Regions from separate parts of the Arabidopsis thaliana genome. Here region 2 is linked to region 1. Evidence: chromatin contacts called from public targeted proximity ligation data. All regions are on one chromosome and are shown on one strand. The core of a region is the stretch at or near the end of the contact, and the rest is flanking DNA. Distances in the headings are between cores, read along the strand shown.

What was found.
Region 2: a contact with region 1 is called in a targeted proximity ligation map of shoot, with 17 read pairs. A contact is called at or near these places in 4 of 26 Hi-C or Micro-C datasets (callus, root and seedling), 1 of 2 datasets of targeted methods (shoot) and 1 of 3 other capture datasets (seedling).

What each region holds. Positions count from the first base shown.
Region 1 is chr1:13,074,829-13,080,732 of TAIR10.1, forward strand. AT1G35516 (myb-like transcription factor family protein) reads left to right here and starts at 3,588. Exons shown (of 2, transcript NM_001333159.1): 1 at 3,588-4,087; 2 at 4,477-4,945. The coding sequence starts at 3,946. The coding sequence ends at 4,553. It overlaps HOS10 (high response to osmotic stress 10), which reads left to right and starts at 3,062. Exons shown (of 3, transcript NM_179418.2): 1 at 3,062-3,230; 2 at 3,310-3,439; 3 at 5,062-5,437. The coding sequence starts at 3,098. The coding sequence ends at 5,437. It overlaps AT1G35510 (O-fucosyltransferase family protein), which reads left to right. Exons shown (of 9, transcript NM_103245.3): 9 at 1-156. It also overlaps the pseudogene AT1G35513.
Region 2 is chr1:13,114,583-13,120,486 of TAIR10.1, forward strand. It overlaps AT1G35560 (TCP family transcription factor), which reads right to left and starts at 2,653. Exons shown (of 1, transcript NM_103253.2): 1 at 1,244-2,653. The coding sequence starts at 2,542. The coding sequence ends at 1,517. It also overlaps the pseudogene AT1G35570.

The sequences.
Region 1 (5,904 bases), core at 2,338-4,837:
AATTTTTGTGTGTACATAACATTCTTTCAACATTAGTGACCATTCTCCCTTCTGTCCCATTGTACTATACTACTATGCACATTTTGGTCTCTTTTGATAATCTATGCAATGGCTATTGGACAATTGTTTCATTCTAATCTGTAGTTTTTTTTTTTTTTTCAGAACTCAGTTACTTCATATAAGATGCAAATAATATATATGTTTACATATTCTTATTAGAAAATTCTTACAGTCAGAATTATTAAAGAAATTTTCATAGGGTATGGGAAACTTTAGGATTTTAGTCTTATTTTGGTGTTTTGACTGTATAGTTGTATTTGCACATACCCCAAAATACAACTGTTTTAGCAAGAATTTGTTTTGAGTATTCTTTTTAGCAAATTACATCTTTGTTTTTGTTTTGTAAAAATGGACAAGTGTTCTTACCACTTTTAAACCCTTAATCTGTTTTATAGTAGCTGTGTTTCATAGTAAAGTAAAAGTATTGCGAAAGTATATGGAGAGTGTAATTAAATTAAACAAAGAAAGAACAAAAAAAATATTTTTCTTTTCTCGAAGAAAAAAATCTTCTCGAAAAGGAAAACAAAAAGAAAGATAGTGCCAAAAAGGCAGGTAGGATACAATTTGGATCTTGTTTCAGTGTTTCTCCACCACTCATTTTCCTTCTAGAAGATTAAAACAACCCAAAAATAACTAGTAATAAAATAACTCATTCATATCACTTGTAAGTTGTAACAAAAAAACAAATCCATCAAAATAATATCCCCACCAAACCCTTTCTCTTAGTAGTATAAAATCTAAGACCATGTTCATTGGAAGGGCCTTAACAGTTTCTTAAGGGAAATCCTCAAATAATTTTAACAAAAAATAAATAAAAATTGTGATTAAAGCTTAGACCATCTTCATTGGTGGTTTCTCACTGAGAAATTCTAAATAAAAATAAATCAAAAACATTAAAATAATAATTTTTTAATCAATTTTGTTCAGGATCGTTTATGAAATGAGAAACTTAGAGAAACTTTCTCTCTCTTCCACATGTCACCTTGTTATTAATTTCTTTTCTTTGTTATAAATACAATCATCTATACTTTATAACATCAATTAAATACTTTATATGTCTGTTATTTTTTTTTATTTTTTTTACTTTTAAAATTCATAAAATTAAATTATCTATATAACAAGCTCTATTATGTATATGTTTAAATTATGTACTAATATTATTTAATTGGTGTTAGTTATAAATACAATAGTTTTTTAATTACAAAACAAACATTTAAAATTTTCTATTTTTATTTTGCAATATTTTCAGATTAATGTAAAATTGTGATTTCAGATATATGTATTTAAAATTTAATCATCAATAAATCTTTTAATTTCTACTTATCTTACATAAGTGGTAATCCATTACCAAGTGAAAGACTTAATTTTTATTATGGTTTTATATGTAAAGTAATGTTTAATTATGGTTTTAAAAATAATAAAACTACTTAATAATATAATTTGTAAAAATAATAATTGATATATTTAAAAATATTGTAGAGATATTAAATTTAATATATGAAAAATATAATAATATTTTAATATTAATAAGATACCTATAAGAGTATCTCACCAATGGAAGCACAATTTTAGTATAAGTTTCTCTACTTAAATTAAATATAAAAATATTAATAATATATTATGAGGTATTGATGTAGTATCTCACCAGTGGAGATGCTCTTAGGTTCGCACCTAATTTTAGAGTTTATTCTGATCTCAAGGGGCGCATACGTGGCCATATATTATTGGCTCTGTGTTTGACAAAACAATTTTTTTTCTCGCTTTTGGCCTTGTTTATTTTTTCATTTCACGATTAATTTTCTTTCTCTTCTCTTGTAAACTCCGGAGGCCGATCGTACGATTGGTGATTATCATCATCACGCGTCGTCTCTTAATAAGATAGTTTAGAGATTGTGTTCGTATCGATTCTTAAAACAGTTTTATAAGTTTCGTTTAACTGATGTTTCGGGCTCGTGGAATTAGGTTGTGCTTGCTCGTAACAGCAGGATAATTTACTGATACCGACATTGATCCCATTGCTTGGCTAGCACAGTTATAGGTGTGTTTTGTGTCTGGATATTATTTAGTAGTTAATTTTTAGATTAAACCAATGTTTCAATTTAGATATCACTAAATTTTTGTGTGATAACAAGTGATGTTGATAAAGATATGTGCACCTTCGTTTTTTGTTTCTAATAAATATGTTTGCAAACAGCCTGAGAGACTTTTTCAAAGGAATCGATTAGGTGTCTGTAGTGAAGCTTTGGCTGCAACTAGGCCTAGAGCTGCTTCAAGGGGTCGTGATATGGAGATAGAGCGTGACTTACTAACCAGGTCAATTTTTACTTGAAAGTGCTTTGAACAATTATAGAATCCATTTCATTGAAATTTCCTGATATGCATACTGATGTGATTTGCTAAACTGTTGCAGTCAGTTCTCTATTGTACGAGAGAATACAAGAGAAAAGTTAAACGTAAGTTCAATCTTGATGTTCTGCAGTTTCTGCTTTGCAGGGTATATGTGACAGGGTGGTTGTTAAGCCCCAAAAACTGTGAGGAAGCTTGCAAGAGTGCAACATCTATATTCTCAATTGGCAGGGAAACTCACGAAGGAAGATGATGAGGTTATATAATACTATTGGAATAGTTTTTACATTTCCAAGCTCTTTTTTTTCTTCGAATTAGCTTTAACCCTTTGTCAAATAAATAAATTAGCATATTTTGTCAAGTAAATATTTATCATATTTATTTTTTTAAGAAACCCACTTAAGGATTCACTAATGGACTAGAAAAAAGTTTAGGATTCAACAAGAACTTTAATTTCAAAAAAATTCAAAATTTATTAGTATAAAAATGTAAGGATTCCATTATTAGGACTCCTTAATGGACATGCTCTAAGGAAAGAAAGAAAAAGAAGGTAACCTACCAAATCTTTTTCACCCACAAAATACAAGATACATACACCAACTTGGTCAAAGTCACTTCCTTTTTATAACACCTCTCTTTAGATCCTAGTCTCACTCTTCTTGTCTCATCACCCACACATGTAACCATCATCATGGGAAGATCACCATGTTGTGAAAAGGCTCACATGAACAAAGGAGCATGGACTAAAGAAGAAGATCAACGTCTTATTGATTATATACGTAATCATGGTGAAGGCTCTTGGCGTTCTCTTCCTAAATCCGTTGGTAAATTTCTCCAAAGTTTTGATTTTTTTTCTTTCAAATTTTTATGTTTCTTGATCTGATGATTTTATCTTTTCTTTAGGGTTGTTGCGTTGTGGAAAAAGTTGTAGATTAAGATGGATTAATTACCTTCGTCCTGATCTTAAACGTGGAAATTTCACTGATGGTGAAGAGCAAATCATTGTCAAACTTCATAGTTTATTTGGCAACAAGTAATTTCCTTTCTCTTAATTATGATTTATGAACAAACCAGTTTTACTGTAAAAAAGTAAAACCAATGGTTAAACCGTGAAAGACTAAAAAAAATGAAGAATCGGGTTTTGGTCATTAGTCCGAACCGGTTCACTGGTTTAATCAGATTTTAAACCGGGTGTTGTGAGTCTTTTTAATACCGGTTTTTGGTGATAACTCAAATCGGATAGCTATTCGATTCACAGTCAAACTGGTTCAACCGGTTTGAAAACACTGGAGAAAACTAATCAAATGGTTTTCTCTTCAGTTTATAAAAATGAATAAATGTACAATTTGGTTTATATACAAGCAGATCCAGTATTGAGAAGATAGCATTCTATGCGTTTTGAATGGAAAAGAAGGTTTTGTAGGCTTCTCTCTCTCTTCTCTCATTTGCATCTTTTAGAGAGAGAAAGCATCTGATCTTCTTTTTCCGGCAACAATAGCTTCTTTAGTGTTTGTTGGCCAGTTCTCTGTCCAGAATCTTATGGCTTTTCCAGCATGGATGTCTGGCTTTTGTCCGGCGATGTTTAGGGCAACGTTTGATTGTCGTGGTTCTTCTGACACTGTTCGGTTCTTTACGACGATGGTCGGTTTGCGTTTGGCTTCCATTGGCTTCTTTAGCGGCGGTAGGCTAGCTAAGGTCTAGAGTTTCACCGCCTATCTTCGGTGTTTCGTCTACCTTTTGGCCGGATTGATTCCGGTTTAGATTTATGTTTTCTTCTCTCGATTTCTTTATATTCAGTTTGATTGAGCTCTTTTGCGTTTCATTGTTAGATCTGGCATATAATTCCTTGAACCTCCTTTGTTTAAAGGGATTAATTTGTTTTCCACGCTTATCGATTTCATTTTTTGAGAACAAATTAAGATGCGGATTAAGGTTTTTTATGCTTATGGGTTGAAACTATTGCAATTGTGGCTGTTTCTCTAACTGATCTATGGAGACGAGTGCTTTTTTGTTCTTTTTTAAGGTGTTGCTGAAAGCTCCATCGGCTTACTCTACGTCGATGTTCTTTAGATTTCAGGAATCAATTGCCTTTGGGAGATCTTTCCTTTCCAAATTTGCTAATGAAGTTTGGTGGATTCTCTAATTAAAAATCAATGGACTTCTCTTGAAGCTCCGGCGGTTTCCGGTGGTTTTAGAGTTCCCTGAGTTGCTAACCAGAACGGTGGTGAATGGCGACAACTAAGGCTTCTTCAGTCAACGTGTTTCAACTTTGTTTGTTAACATCACACGTGGCTTTGTGGTGGAAGGGAATCTTTAATTTACTTCCTCTAAAGGTTTTGTTTCCTGGTTTGGGCTTTCTTTATGGGCCTCTGCTTATAAGTTAGACTTGTTGGTTTTTTATGTAATATGGATGACTATATTTTAGTTGATCCAATGTTGTAAGGTTTAATATGTGTCAAGATTTGTAAGTGGAAGGTTCCACAGTTGTATCTTTACAACATAAGGTTTTAAATAAAGTGCAACACTTATGAGAAAAAAATAATAAAAATACAAGCAGATCCAATTTGACAAAACCAAATAAATAACCGGTTTAATATACCCAAATGACCAAGTTTTAAACCAATGTTCCTTACATTTCGAATGTCTTTTTTTCAGATGGTCTTTGATTGCTGGGAAATTACCGGGAAGAACCGATAATGAGATTAAAAATTATTGGAACACTCATATAAAAAGGAAGCTTCTTAACCGTGGTATTGACCCAAAAACTCACGGTTCGATCATCGAGCCTAAAACGACATCGTTTCATCCCCGAAATGAAGATTTGAAGTCCACGTTTCCCGGTTCTGTTAAACTAAAGATGGAGACTTCTTGTGAAAACTGTGCTTCTACGAGCGGTACGACTACGGACGAGGATTTACGGTTAAGTGTTGATTGTGATTACAGATATGATCATCTGGACAAGGAGCTAAACTTGGACCTAACACTCGGGTACAGTCCGACTCGATTTGTCGGGGTCGGATCTTGTTACTAGCTCGTGTGACGTTTGTGTTTGTAAATTGGGATCACATATGAACCTTGTATGAATTGCTAAACGGGTTCTTTTAATGATAATAAATCTCATAACAAGTTATGTCTTTTTGGAGTTGTGTGCACCAAAGATATTATTTAGGGTTTGATTGGTAACATTGCGTTTAATAATATAGTTGAATAATACAAATTTGCAAAATAAAACTCGCAAAATAACAGTGTATACATATATAATGATATTTACATATATATATTTTTACAGTTATTTTGTGAAATAAATTCTGTAGTTTGGACTTATTTACAAGAAAAGCCACATGTATTTACAAGAAAATTACAATCTTTCCATATATATTCAAAAACAAAATCTGTGAATTTTATTCCACAAAATATGCATAAATCCGATTTATAGCAAATATGTATATTAACATTTTCTATAGCAATAAAAATACTAATTTATAATAATTAAAATAT
Region 2 (5,904 bases), core at 1,403-3,902, 39 kb after region 1:
AACTAAGACAAAAAAAAATAAAAAGAATACAAATAACCAAAACACATGACTACAGAATAGTTAACGACTGATATCGGCTTTTAGTGGTTCCGTAATCACATTTTAACGTCATGTCAAAATTGGTCTGATCAACGCAATTTCATGTTTAATATGGCAGTCAACATTTAGTTGATATTTAAAATAGCTTACTATGAAATTCCTATATAAAATGGCCATTTTTTTAAAGTTGAATGATTACATGACATTTTTCCCGAAGAGAATGTTGAGAGTGATTTTATTTTTTGTCATCAGATATTATTTAGAGTTCAGATGAACCAAGATTGCGGAAAATTGTTTATATAGGTAATATGTAGCGGTTTGACACGAATTTTTCTTGCCAAATACTCCGCTTTGACATTGGTAATACGAGAGAAAGATAAATAAAAAATATGAAATAGTCAATACACGAATTAATAAAAGACAGAAGTTAGGATAAGTAATATTTTTATATTTGCATGTTAACGTTTTCTAAAATATTACTGATACACGTATTCTAGCAATTGTAATTGGTCAGAATTATGTAACAAGTCTTATGTTAATATGTAACTTGCTAAAGCTTAAGTTAGGAGCATGCTTCTACATCCCATATATGATAGATATATAAATCACAAGTAAAATAAATCATATTCTTTCTTCTTGACATGATAACATATTATTTCTAATATATTTTAAATATATTAAAAATAGTAAATATATAAAAATCCCAATAAACCATCTATTATATACACTTCCGAAATCAAATCCAATATTTTTTTTAAACTATATCAACTAACTTGAAAATATCAATTATCAAAATATATATCCGGGCTAACCCCTAGTCACATTAAAAACGGCATTTCGCCTGATTACCCGTCCAGCCTATTTTTCAAACACATTGGAATTTACTGTGGCATAGGAGTTCTCTCTGACGTGTCCATGTTGCTCCACAAGTGGACAATTTTTTGGTAGATACTACAAAAGTATGATAGACAAAATACGAATTTTAAAAGAGAATTAATATATAAATCTAAAAACCCATTTGTATCCAAACATGTGGTGCTCATGCACCCAATAAAGTTTATCACTACAGTCTACACCATATAATTTTTTATTTATATTCGTTAGCTTTTTACGAACTGCAATCAATTCGAAATATTTGAAATATATGAGCGGTCAAAGAAGGTGTATTCAATTATACCCTTCAACAAAAGAGAAAAGGCATTCTGATAAATATTTAATTTATTCTTTTGTCCATTATGTTACACATAGAGATTCAACTATATTTCCTTTAAGTGACATGCTTTTGCATCGAATAAAAAGAGTTGCAAAACTCGTTAATTATTATGCAACCAAAACAATAAATCCATTTTCTTAAATAACAATTTGGCAATCCCGAAAAGCCAACCCTAAAACCCATATTAACATTGGAGTCCTCAACAAAAGTTGCAATAAATCACACATTCACACTTTTTAAAAACCAAAGAAATCATGAAGTCTTTCAAGGAGAACCATCTATAGTAGGATTTTGGTCTCTAGTAGCATGATCACTCACTTGATGTTGAGGCTTTTGCTCAAGACTCATTCCGAGACCAACCCGACCACCGTCTCCTCCTCCGCCGGAAAATAGCCCCAAATTGTTATTTTCTGCAACACCTAACCCTAACTGTTGACCTCCCACTAACATAGACCCTAGCTGAACCGACCCGATTCGACCCGGGTAATGACCCGGATTAAACGCCCACATGTGCTGTGATGGATCCTGAACGTTAGCCGGACCTCCTCCTCCTCCGACTGGTAACATCCAAAAAGCACTACCTCCGTTTGTGGAGGCTGGCGTTGGCGCTAGTGCCCACATCGGCGGTATCATATTTTGTGTTCTTGACCGGGTCGAACCCGGATCTTGATCAGGAGCTTCGGATCCCGGTTTAGGTGATCTTGAACCGGGTTCTTGATCTAGAAAATTAGGATCTTTAAAAAGATCTTCTTCACGGAATGTTTTGGGAAGAGAAGAAGAAGAAGAATCTGTCGTGATATGATGAGGATGATAAAGCTGTTGCTGGAACCCAAAAACGGCAGCGTTTTGAGCCGCTCTTCCCATGTGGAAAGATTTAGACAGTGGAGCTGAAAGAGTAGAGCCACTGCTTCGAAGAGAGATGTTCAAAGTAGAGATATTCGCCGGTATGGTTCCAGTTCCGGTGGCTGCGATGATAGCTGGCTCCGCTTGTTGGAGCAGCCACTCTATAGTCTCGCCGTCCGATTTGTGTTGTAACTCACGTGTTAGTTGGAAGACACGTGCTGCGCAGATAGCCGGCATACGTATCCTCCGGCCACGTCCGTCTACTTTGATGTGACGGTCCTTGGACGGTCGTTTTGCGGGTGTTTTAGCGGCGGTGACGGTGGTGGTAGTGGAGTTTGGAGCAGTGGTGGTTAATGAGACTGAACCGGAGATTGGTCCCATGGATGGGACCAGATGGGCCGAACCAGTGGTGTTGTTGTTGCTCTGGTTGTTGTTGTGGGACTCCATATTGCTTATAAAATTTATAAATTATGGGGAAAAAAACACACAAGAAAATGGAATAAACAAACAAACAAACTTGTACTGAATTTTTACTTATAACCTATAAATTCTTGGAGTATTTTTTTTTTCTGGTGGGGCTATGAGTTTGTGTTGACTGTTGTTTACTTGTTTGGAGAAAGAGAGAGTGAGAGGAAGAAGATGAAGCAGCTTGTAGAAAAGAGAGAGAGACTTTCACTTTCTTTTTCTTTTGTGTTTTATTTTCATTTGTAGTCCCACTAGGTTTTTGTAGTAGAGAGTAGAGACCAATATTTGCTGTTTCCACACCAAATGATCACTTAACCTTTTTTTGTTTGGTTATTATCACACTTACTATATTGTAGTATAAAAATAATTATGCGCCGAATGTATTGAATTTTGGTCTAACTTTGTGAGACTAAAACTATTTTTAGCAATGGACTATGAAAAGTTTGGAAGTGTTTTACATGATTGAAAAAGGTGTGGATTGTCTAAGATTATAATTTTGGGGCATTTTTGTTGCAATCTTTAGATTGTAGGGATCTATTTGTTGGTTTCCTTATAAAGTTTGGCTTTTAGGTTGGATTTTGCATGGGTGGGAAACGTTGAATGTTCTATGGGGGAAAAGAAAAAAACTAATCACTAATCATAGAGCCAATTTACACCCAATATAATAGTGTTTTAATATTATTTATTTTTTTAATAATTTACTGATAATAACACAAATGTCTCTTTCTTTGATTCTCTATTTTGTCTTTGTTATCCGAATTTGATGAAAGACTTGTTGAGAGATAAGGACCACTGTTTTTATTAACGATGATACTAATAATTGAAGACTATATATAAAGGCTTCAATTCTTTTCCCATCTGCCAAATTAGCACCCACAGACATAGGTTATATATAACTAATCATCTCAACTACAATTTTTCTCAACGAAACCTATACATCTCATTCTAGATGTGAAAACTGTCTAAGAATAGTCCAATTTCAGCCTACTATGTTATATGCACATGTATCAGGGTGTTAACAAAGTATTCGAAATCAAAAAGTTTTAAGGAAAATAATTATGCAAGCGTAGTAAATCAATTAGTTTATTGATATTCACGTTGCTCTTAGTGATTAACCATGTATGTATAATCATATTAGTATTAATGCCTATTAACTGATTTATTGCAATATTTTAATTCATAATTGAATATTTAGACTGTATTATTGTTTCATTTTTTATATCAATTAAATTCCTTTATTAGGTTTTATGTTTTTATCAATCCAAAACCATATAATATATTATATTGCTAGCTATACCATTCGGAATCTTAATTTGGACACGAGCTTGAGCTTTTTGGCTGTTCTTAATGTAAGTTACATGTACGCACCGTGAGCTAAATTATAGATAACAATGAAAGTGAAACCAAACCACTATAAAAAAAACTTTATATTTGAACAGTATATTTTATATAATTTATATATATATATATATATATATATGCAATTATATTTTGAACTGTATATATAATCTCTCTTATTTTTTATTTTCCTGAAAAATAATTGTTGAGACAGATGCACGTGTAAGCATTAGCAGTGAAAGAAAACAGTAAAACAGTCAGAGATAGTTGAAGAAGTACAAGAAGCGAGTGATAAAAAAACGTGATGTTTGGTCTGAAACTCTGGATCCTCCCACGGTCCATTGTCTTGTCTCTGTTCTCTCCAAAAAGTGAAAATGTTCATTTACAAGACCATATAGTATGTAGCCTTGTTCAAGATTCTGTTAGAGCACCTTCATTGGATGGAGACTCATTGAGTATCTAAGAAATAAACTATTAATATTTTTTTATATACATTTATTTTTAAATAAATTATTTTAATTGCTTAAAAAAGTATAAAAGTATCAACCAATTAATGTTTTAAATGTGTAGGCAAGACGTTAAAAATAAAATAAAATGGTGAGAGAGTGAAAGTGTTAATCACTCTTCGACCATATATATCTCTAAAATGGTGCTTTTAAATTGTTTTAGAATCATCTACTGCCTAAAAAGCCCATGCTTTACAGGTTTTAGCTTTGGGTTGGTCTTGTGTGTAGGTATGATCTCATGAGTTCTCATCCAAAAAACAATTCTACTCTCTTTCATTCCCTTTAATTTCACTCATCCCATTTTACATTTCTTGTAAAAAGTTTCCTCAACCTTTCACTTCTCTTTGATACCACCTAGATACATAGAATCTCGTATTTCTATAATCTTGTGATATACATCGTACTTTTTTTTTTTTTTTTTTTAATGTAATGTTAAATTAAATCCAAAAAAAAAATAGCGTTTTTACATCTATGTGCAACATTTTGTTGAAAAAACTGGAGCAAAAACTAGAATACAATCTAAAAATTGTTTCTCATTCTCTCATCGCAAACCAAGCTTGTAAGCCCTTGTCATATCTCTTATCTCCACTTGCTTTGATCGAACAAAGCTGGTTCCGAGTTTGTTTGTCTATTCATTTGATTAAAAGAGCTGCTGAGTTTGGTTTCTCTCCATGATTCCTTCCGTTCCTTTCGCGCCAAATGGTGTGTACCGTGGCTTGAAAGAGATATCGCGCAAAGAAACTGTCAAGCGGTGTCATCCAAGAGCCGGAGATGGCTTGTATCAGGTCTTGCCAATGTGTAGAAAATCTGTCTCCATAGATTCCTCTTGCTAAGTTACTCCAAACTATCGAAGCAAAGTCACAGGAGAAGAAGAGATGATCCCGGGTTTCGGGAGCGTTGTGACATAGCACACAAGCGGCTGACTGACCTCCATTCCAATGAGTCATTCTGTCTCCTGTTGAGAGTCGGTTAAGAACTGCTAACCAAACACAAAAAGAGTACTTTGGCGTGGAATGACCAAACCAAACACCCTTATACCAATCAACGTCCATGGATATGGTCCGCATATGATTCAAGGTCTCTTTAGTCAAGAACTGTGGCTTATATACGTCATTTTTACCTTTCCAAAGAACAATGTCCTCATCCTCTGTTCTATCGTTTCTTTGTTGTAAGAGAGCTGTTTCTATGGCCTGAAGGTGAGTAGATCTGTGTCGTCTTTGTCTATAGCCTTCCCAAGCCTCTGCTACTGTTTTATGCTTACTTATTCCAAGATCAATTTGCCCCCGATCACCTACAACATCGTACTTCAATATTTCTTCCTCCGATAATTTTAGAATACTTTTTCAATGCTTTGTTTTTCCTTCTCTCATAGCATGTGACTAATATTGACAATCTTCTAACTCGTCTTTGCATGAAATGTTGTGGGAGACTCTTGTCTCAATGGTTCTTCCATAGTTAATTTTTCTGTTTCAGTTAAATGTATTTCAAATTTAGCTTTTA